Linked DNA regions of Pan troglodytes: region 1 is linked to region 2. The links are chromatin contacts, called in public Hi-C maps. All regions are on one chromosome and are shown on one strand. Each heading gives the region's core, a stretch centred on a gene start, on an enhancer-like site or on the middle of the called end of the contact. The rest is flanking DNA. Distances are from core to core; before and after follow the strand shown.

Evidence for each region. Hi-C and Micro-C count contacts between places; a contact is called where the count stands out from the background.
Region 1: a Hi-C map of stem cell-derived neural progenitor cells shows a contact between it and region 2, with 2.4 times the contacts expected there. The contact joins the enhancer-like site here to the promoter of TTC23L in region 2. A contact is called at or near these places in 1 of 7 Hi-C or Micro-C datasets (stem cell-derived neural progenitor cells) and 1 of 1 datasets of contacts at active chromatin or transcription factors (stem cell-derived excitatory neurons).

Annotation. Positions count from the first base shown.
Region 1 is chr4:78,263,971-78,267,654 of NHGRI_mPanTro3-v2.0_pri, forward strand. No RefSeq gene overlaps it. Among named protein-coding and RNA genes, the nearest start is that of RAI14, 130 kb to the left of the region's middle. Within about 2 kb of position 2,236, at least 4 of the 24 cell types and tissues checked have an H3K27ac peak or open chromatin away from gene starts, as enhancers often do. A contact at or near this core is called in stem cell-derived neural progenitor cells, where this site is marked.
Region 2 is chr4:77,949,156-77,952,652 of NHGRI_mPanTro3-v2.0_pri, forward strand. It overlaps TTC23L (tetratricopeptide repeat domain 23 like), which reads right to left and starts at 1,674. Exons shown (of 11, transcript XR_001717770.4): 1 at 1,561-1,674; 2 at 23-97.

The DNA.
Region 1 (3,684 bases), core at 986-3,485, 320 kb after region 2:
AATCAGCAAAGGAAGTAATTCTACCCTTGTGAGATAACTATTGCTAACATGGAGGTGTATGGCCTTCCATTCTCTGCCCTTCTTATATATATTAATATATGATCAGTTTTAAATAAGAAAGGCCAAGTCCTCTTACACACATGCATGCATATTATGAATGATAAAAATATAAATGTATGAATAGTTGTATACGTGAAGCTCATCATATGCATATGTGCACAAACATGTCTATACGTAATATGAACTTATATTATTTTGAAATTAGATTATTTATTTTTGGCATTAATCAGATCTTAAGATTGAGCACAAAAATGGGGTGAAAATCACCAAATAAACTCTGCATAAAGAGTGTAGGCAATGGCCGGGTGGTGTGGCTCATACCTGTAATCCCAGCACTTTGGGAGGCTGAGGCGGGCAGGTCTCTTGAGCCCAGGAGTTTGAGACCAGCCTGGGCAACAGGGCAAAATCACCTCTACAAAAAAATAGAAAAATTAGCCAGGTAGGTGCCTGTAGTCCTAGCTACTTTGGAGGCTGAGATGAGAGGATCATCTGAGCCGGGGGAGGTCTTAGCTGCAGTGAGCCATGATTGTGCCACTGCACTCCAGCCTGGGCGACAGAGCGAGACTCTGTCTCATAAAAAAATAAAAAATAAAAAAATAAAAATAAAAAGAGTGTGGGCAGTGAAGGACATGAGAACAATGTCTCACCACAGTGATGAGTGAGCCTATCCTTCACATTGAATCTGTTCCTAATTAAAAATGAGTGTTTGGTGGGTAAAGAGGGTAAAGCTAAAAAGATCTGTCCCTAATGTTTTCCCACTGAACTATTGACTTACCCTGACTACTACCCTGTCAACAGTTTATCTCCCCTTTGGACATAAACATTGATAATCCAGAACTGATGTTGCTGTGACTCCAGTAGCTCTTGGTACTCAGCTGTAATATGTCTGTGATCAATGTTTTCATCGATATGTAATGCTTATATGCAACCTTAGCACCACTTCTTGTTTGAAGGTCTTGAGACCATTATTCATTTGAAGAGGTCAATACTTATATGACAATATCTTATATGATAGCTAAAATGGTTTGTTTTTGCAGTTACCAGATATGACAACTTAAGACAACATAGTCTGATGGTGGCCTGGGGCCAAATCAGAAATATCTGTTGGGACACACTCCTAGGCTATGAGTGACTCATAATCACTTTCATTGGCCTTGCTGTAGGCTCAGCCACATATGACCTGCTATGTCTCAGAGAAACTTCTCTCCTTTCTCTTCCAAAATAAATCTCAAAACACCCAACACTCTATGTAAGTAAAGCTATTCAGAGCTTTGCAACTCTCTAGCATGGCATCAGATCCTGTAGAAAGTTATAGGAGATACCCTGGGGATTGAAGATGCTGCACCACCTCATTACAAAAGCTTGAGTGCATCTGACTCTCTGGGTCTCCCTTGCTAGCACAAACCACTCAAGAAATATGTGGCTATGAAAATCTACGATCAATGCTGGCATCATTATATTTGATTATTTCTTGGTGTGTGAATATATATAAACACTATATGCTGAGTGTTCCCCATCTTAGGCATTTATTTTGTAAAGTGATTATATTTGTATTTCCTTCATCTCTCACCAGGCAGACAAACTCAGTTTTAAATATATATTAAATCAAATGAAGAAGACCTATAAAAAACACATCCATCAGAATAGATTAGCGTCTACAACATTGTGCTGTAACATGGTTTTTTCAGTGTGAATCTTGCTTCGAAAGTAAAATGTTGGAAAGCTTTGTTTAAATCTACCAAGCAGGAAAACCAAATGAATACAAAACAAAATCTCAGCTGGCCAATTGTTTCAGACCCAAGACCTGTTCTATTTATTCTTTTTGTAAGAAATAGTTGCCTGGAATATCATTTCTATGGCAGAAATAGTGTCAAGTTCCTAAGGAGAAGAAGTAGGAGGAAGCTCTAAGTGTAAACACCCAAACAGTGGAAGGAAAACCACACATCACTTACTTTGAAAACAGTAGCTGCTTGGGGCCATGATTTTGACGAATCATAATGAGCACTCACAAGTTGATTTAATATTAAAATGCATCCAAGCAGACTTTGAAACTATAATTCTCTGACAGTGGATGGACTGATGAAACTCACCAGGAAGGCCAGTTACTCAGGCCTGCGATGTCTTCGGTTATTGAAGACATGTGATTGCCACCTAGCGGCCAACATTAACTTCACCTAGAAGGTCGAGCAATTCTGCAGCCCACTTTGCCCAATGCATAAGGACAACAGTAACAGTCTTTGTCAGTACTCAATTCAAATTCCTTAACATTTCCTCTTTTATCACATCTCTTTGTTCTGTGTAAGTCACCTGTTTACCATCTCTAAGACCAAACATTTTCCTTCACTCCATGTCATTAGTCCCAGAGAGCCTAAGAACCTATCTGCAAAATTCCCTCCATAGTTCTCATTCCATTTCCTTTTTTTTAAACCACAGTTGTTCTGTTGGTAAGAAGAAGGGCTCCTGCCTTCATTTTCTCCACCCAGCTTCTTCCACTTTCTCTCCTATTTCACGTCACAAGATACAAGGGTGTCTTGAGAGAGAGGCCTCTGAAAGAAAGCTTGGTAAGGACAACTGAAAAGCTGAGAACAATAGTGTCAGAGGCTTTTGAACCAGAGCAACTCCATCTTGAAGAGGGGCTGGGTGAAATAAGGCTGAAACCTGCTGGGCTACATTCCCAGGCAGTTAGGCATTCTAAGTCACAGGATGAGACAGGAGGTCAGCACAAGGTACAGGTCATAAAGACCTTGCTGATAAAACAGGTTGCAGTAAAGAAGCCGACTAAAACCCACCGAAACCAAGATGGTGGCGAGAGTGACCTCTGGCCATCCTCACTGCTACACTCTCACCAGCGCATGACAGTTTATAAATGCCATGGCAACGACAGGAAGTTACCCGATAAGGTCTAAAAAGGGGACGCATGAATAATCCACCCCTTGTTCAGCATATCATCAAGAAATAACCATAAAAATGGGCAACCAGCAGCCCTCGGGGCTGCTCTGCCTATGGAGTAGCCATTCTTTTATTCCTTCACTTTCCCAATAAACTTGCTTTCACTTTATGGACTCACCCTGAATTCTTTCTTGCACAAGATTCAAGAACTCTCGCTTGGGGTCTGGATCCAGACCCCTTTCCGGTAACAGCAACACTCCTGTTACTTCACCAAGGAATTATAAGTAAATATTTCTATGTTACCAAGACTGACAAAGTTCAAAAATAATAATGCTGATAATACAGCTGTTTGTGGTGAAAATAAGTGGAAAATGTGTTGGCCAAGCTGGTCTGAACTTCTGACCTCAGGTGATCCGCGCCTCAGCCTCCCAAAGTGCTGGGATCACAGGCATGAGCCACCGCACCCAGACCTAGTTTAGTCTTTGTGTTGACAAAGCACAAAGATGAAACTAGTTGCCATGCCCCTCCTTCACCACACCTGGACCTGCTCTAACCTCCTCTCTGCCCTGGTCTGAGCCTTGGATCCTATCACCTTGGCTCCCTTGCCTTGGTTTCTTGTTAGGTAGAATCAGTGCCAGGCTCCATCAGGAGAATGGAGGGCAGGAGGAAAGATAATTAGGGTGGAGGGCAGAGGATGCCAGGGTGTCCTGTCCCCCATGCTCCCTCCCAGCTTTG
Region 2 (3,497 bases), core at 424-2,923:
GTCAAAATGCTGTGATACTTACATACGGAAGCAGAAATCCCAGTCGATGTCATTGCTAACAGTTGGGATACGGATGGGGCTGGCTTGCATCTTCTTCCTACCAAGAATCAGGTAAGGTCAGCTTTGAGAGAAAAGGCTGGGTGTCTGTTCTATTTTCCCCCTCTGGTTTGCTATTAACATTAAACTAAAACTGCTCGAATATATAACCCATCCTAAATCCACAGACTACGCATACTCAGATATGGAGACTGCTGGAAAACAGACATTTGCCAAATTAAATGTCTAAGTTAAATTTCTTTCCCCTAATTTCAACTCCACCCTACTTCTCCAAAATCCTTGGCCTTTATGTCTCAAAGCAAACACATTTACTGTTCCTGGGTCATCAAAACTATGGTCACCTACTTAACTCAGATATTGTTTTTGCAGGTCTGACGGCGTGATGGATTTAAGCAAAGCAACCAACTCTCAGTGGTAAACGAAGCACAGCCAGTGTATTGGTTAATTCTGCCTTTTTTTTTCCCCCTGGGGTCATTTCACTAATTAATAGCAGATTCTAGTAAAGGGGTCACAAGGCGGGTACAGAGGCTCACGCCTGTAATCCCAGCACTGTGGGAAGCCGAGGCGGGTGGATCACCCGAGTTCAGGAGTTCGAGACCAGCCTGGCCAACAGGGTGAAACCCCGTCTCTACTAAAAATACAAAATATAGTCGGCTGTGGTGGTGCACGCCTGTAGTTCCAGCTACTCTGGAGGTTGAGGCAGGAGAATCGCTTGAACCCGGGAGGCGGAGATTGCGCCACTGCACTCCAGCCTGGGCGACAGAGCGAGACTCCGTCTCAAAATAAAACAATAAAATGAAATTCATGTGTCTGTTTTAGTTGTTGCTGTTAGATGATGGGGGAAACCTCGGAAGCACATGACGAAAAATGTGATTTCTAAATACAGTATTTGTGAAATTCAACTCTCAAGGAAGGCTATGCCAGTCGCTTAAATCAAATCCAAATCGAACGCAGTTACTTATTGAATGTTAACATCCACCAAGTCGCCTCTCTTTTCACCCTCCAGAATCACTAATTCCCGCCGAGCCCTGAGAGGCTTTCTGATCCAGGCTCCAGAGCATCCATTATCCGAAAATCAGAAAGGGAGACTCACTAATTCCTCTCTTTAACCTCCACTTTAAACACTATGCCCACAACAAGGAGTTCTGATCTCTCAAACTCCCGGACTCTGTTCCTATGACGTTCCGCACCGCCCTGAACCCCTCAGGGACGAATCGCTCCTCTTTTCCCGCTGTGGTTCCGCGGCAAATCTGTAAGCCCTGACTCCGCAGGTCGAGCTCTGAGAGCCTCTCTGCCGCGGAGGCTCTAAGAGAACGCGCGAGTGCGCAAGGCGCACCTGGCTCAAGGCGGGGCAACCACGCCCCGGAACCAGCCTCCCAGCTCCCTGAGCCCGACTGCGCTGCTTCCTCCCGCTGCGTCGGCCTCCTGACCCTGGCGCACCTCGGTCCGGGCGCCAAAGCGGTGCCTCGCGAAAGCTGCACAGCCTGCGAGGTCCCCAGTTACCTTCCGCGACCCGGGTCCGGCCCAGGAGACAATACCGTTGCCATGGGAACGGAACGCTACGGGTTCTGCTGGGAGCGCCTGTAGCCATGGCGACGCGGGGCACTTCCGGTTCGGAGAGTCCCTGTTGGCTGGCGCCTACAGCAGCTCTTGCCTTACCCTCCGCTTTCCCGTCACCGCAGGTTAGACGGGCACGGCCTCCGGCTCGCCCCAAAATTGGCGTCTGCATATTGTATCTCACGAGACCTTACCCCTCGGAGGTGAAGGCGTAGGAAGAGAAGATACATTCCGTCCAAGGATGGAAGGGAGCGCCGGGCCCCACGGCCCTACTTATTTAAAGCTGCGACGTGTGCGGGCTGTATTCGGCGACGATCCCTGGCCACGGTGCACCCCCACAGCTCCTCGGGAGTTTTGTTTTTATGGACCCCAGAGGAAAGGCTTAGATATGGCTGTTGACTGTGCTGGCACCGTCTGTGTTACCCAGTAAGATTGGAGCTAGGCATGGTTAGGAAAGCTGATTGCAGGAAGAGAGTAGGGTAAGAAATCGACTACTAGATCTGCTAATGGTTAGCTGTTCATTATTTATTTAGCACTTAGCCCTAAATAATGCAGCCATATCTTACCCCTTCGTTGGCATGGAATACACAGTGTGTGTAATACACACAAGGTGCAGAGGCAATTGTGGCCATACCCAAACAAACAGCGCCAGCTCTTGCAACGCTATGTTGAAGGATGTTATTATGAACCCTATCATAGACTAGGCCCATGGCAAGTCAAGTTGGAGTGAATGTGTCCCAGTTGTTTTCAGAAAAGAGCAGACTAGGTAGAGAGACAAGGAGAACACTGAGAATGTGAAAGATGGTGTTTACGTTTGATGTTTGTTATTTCCAGCTCTAGGCTGGAAGTTTAATTGCCATTGATCCAAGACTGCCAAGAAAGCCTTTTTGGAGTTAGGTTGGAGGAGTTATTTAAATGAGTTTTCTTGAATATCTCTTAAGTAAAACCTGTATGGTCTGTTAACTCAAGATTTAAATCTGTACTTTCGAGCTCCATAGTCACAATTTTGGAAAGATTCCCCCACTTTATTCTTTTTCCTAAGAAAACTCTCAGCATGGAACAATGATGACAGCAATGAACCTGATTTCAGAATGTCAAGGTTCTGGTTTTGACTCTGTAGCCTGGGCCGAGTCACGGCCAGTGGGTCCCAATTTTCTTGCCTATACGGTGAAGGTTTTTGTACCACTTGCTTTCTGAAGGGCCTTCTGGTTCCAGGTTTCTGTAAGGGGTAAACGATTTTTGTGACTCTATGAACAGTATTTAACATGTATGGGAGTAAAAAGGAAGAACCTGTTTCCTGTTCTCCAACATTTATTTCTTTTACCCCTTGTTAAGTTGGTCATCAAATTGAAAGGTTTTAATGTTCTTTCATTCTAGGAAATGGCTGTGAGATTGTTTCTAAGTATATTAAAGGTAATGTCTCTTTTCTAAACCTTTGCTTTTGCTGATAATTGTGAAGAGAAGAACCAGAACAGGCACTGAATTCCCATTCCTAAAGCCAACGCTCTAATTCGGCCTCCATTTCATTAGCTCTGACCGGAAGCATGTTGCCTGCATCTGTAAAAATTATAAATCAAAATAAAATAACTTTGGCGACTATTTTTTTTCTTTTTTTGAGACAGAGTCTCACTCTGTGGCCCAGGTTGGAGTGCAGTGGTGTGATCTTGGCTCAGTGCAACCTCTGCCTCCCGGGTTCAAGCAATTCTGCTGCCTCAGCCTCCCGAGTAGCTGGGATTACAGATGTGTGCCACTACTGTCTGTCTAGTTTTTGTATTTTTAGTAGAGACAGGGTTTCACTGTGTTGGCCAGGCTGGTCTCGAACTCCTGACCTCAGGTGATCTGCCTGCCTCAGCCTCCCAAAGTGCCGGGATTACAGGTGTGAG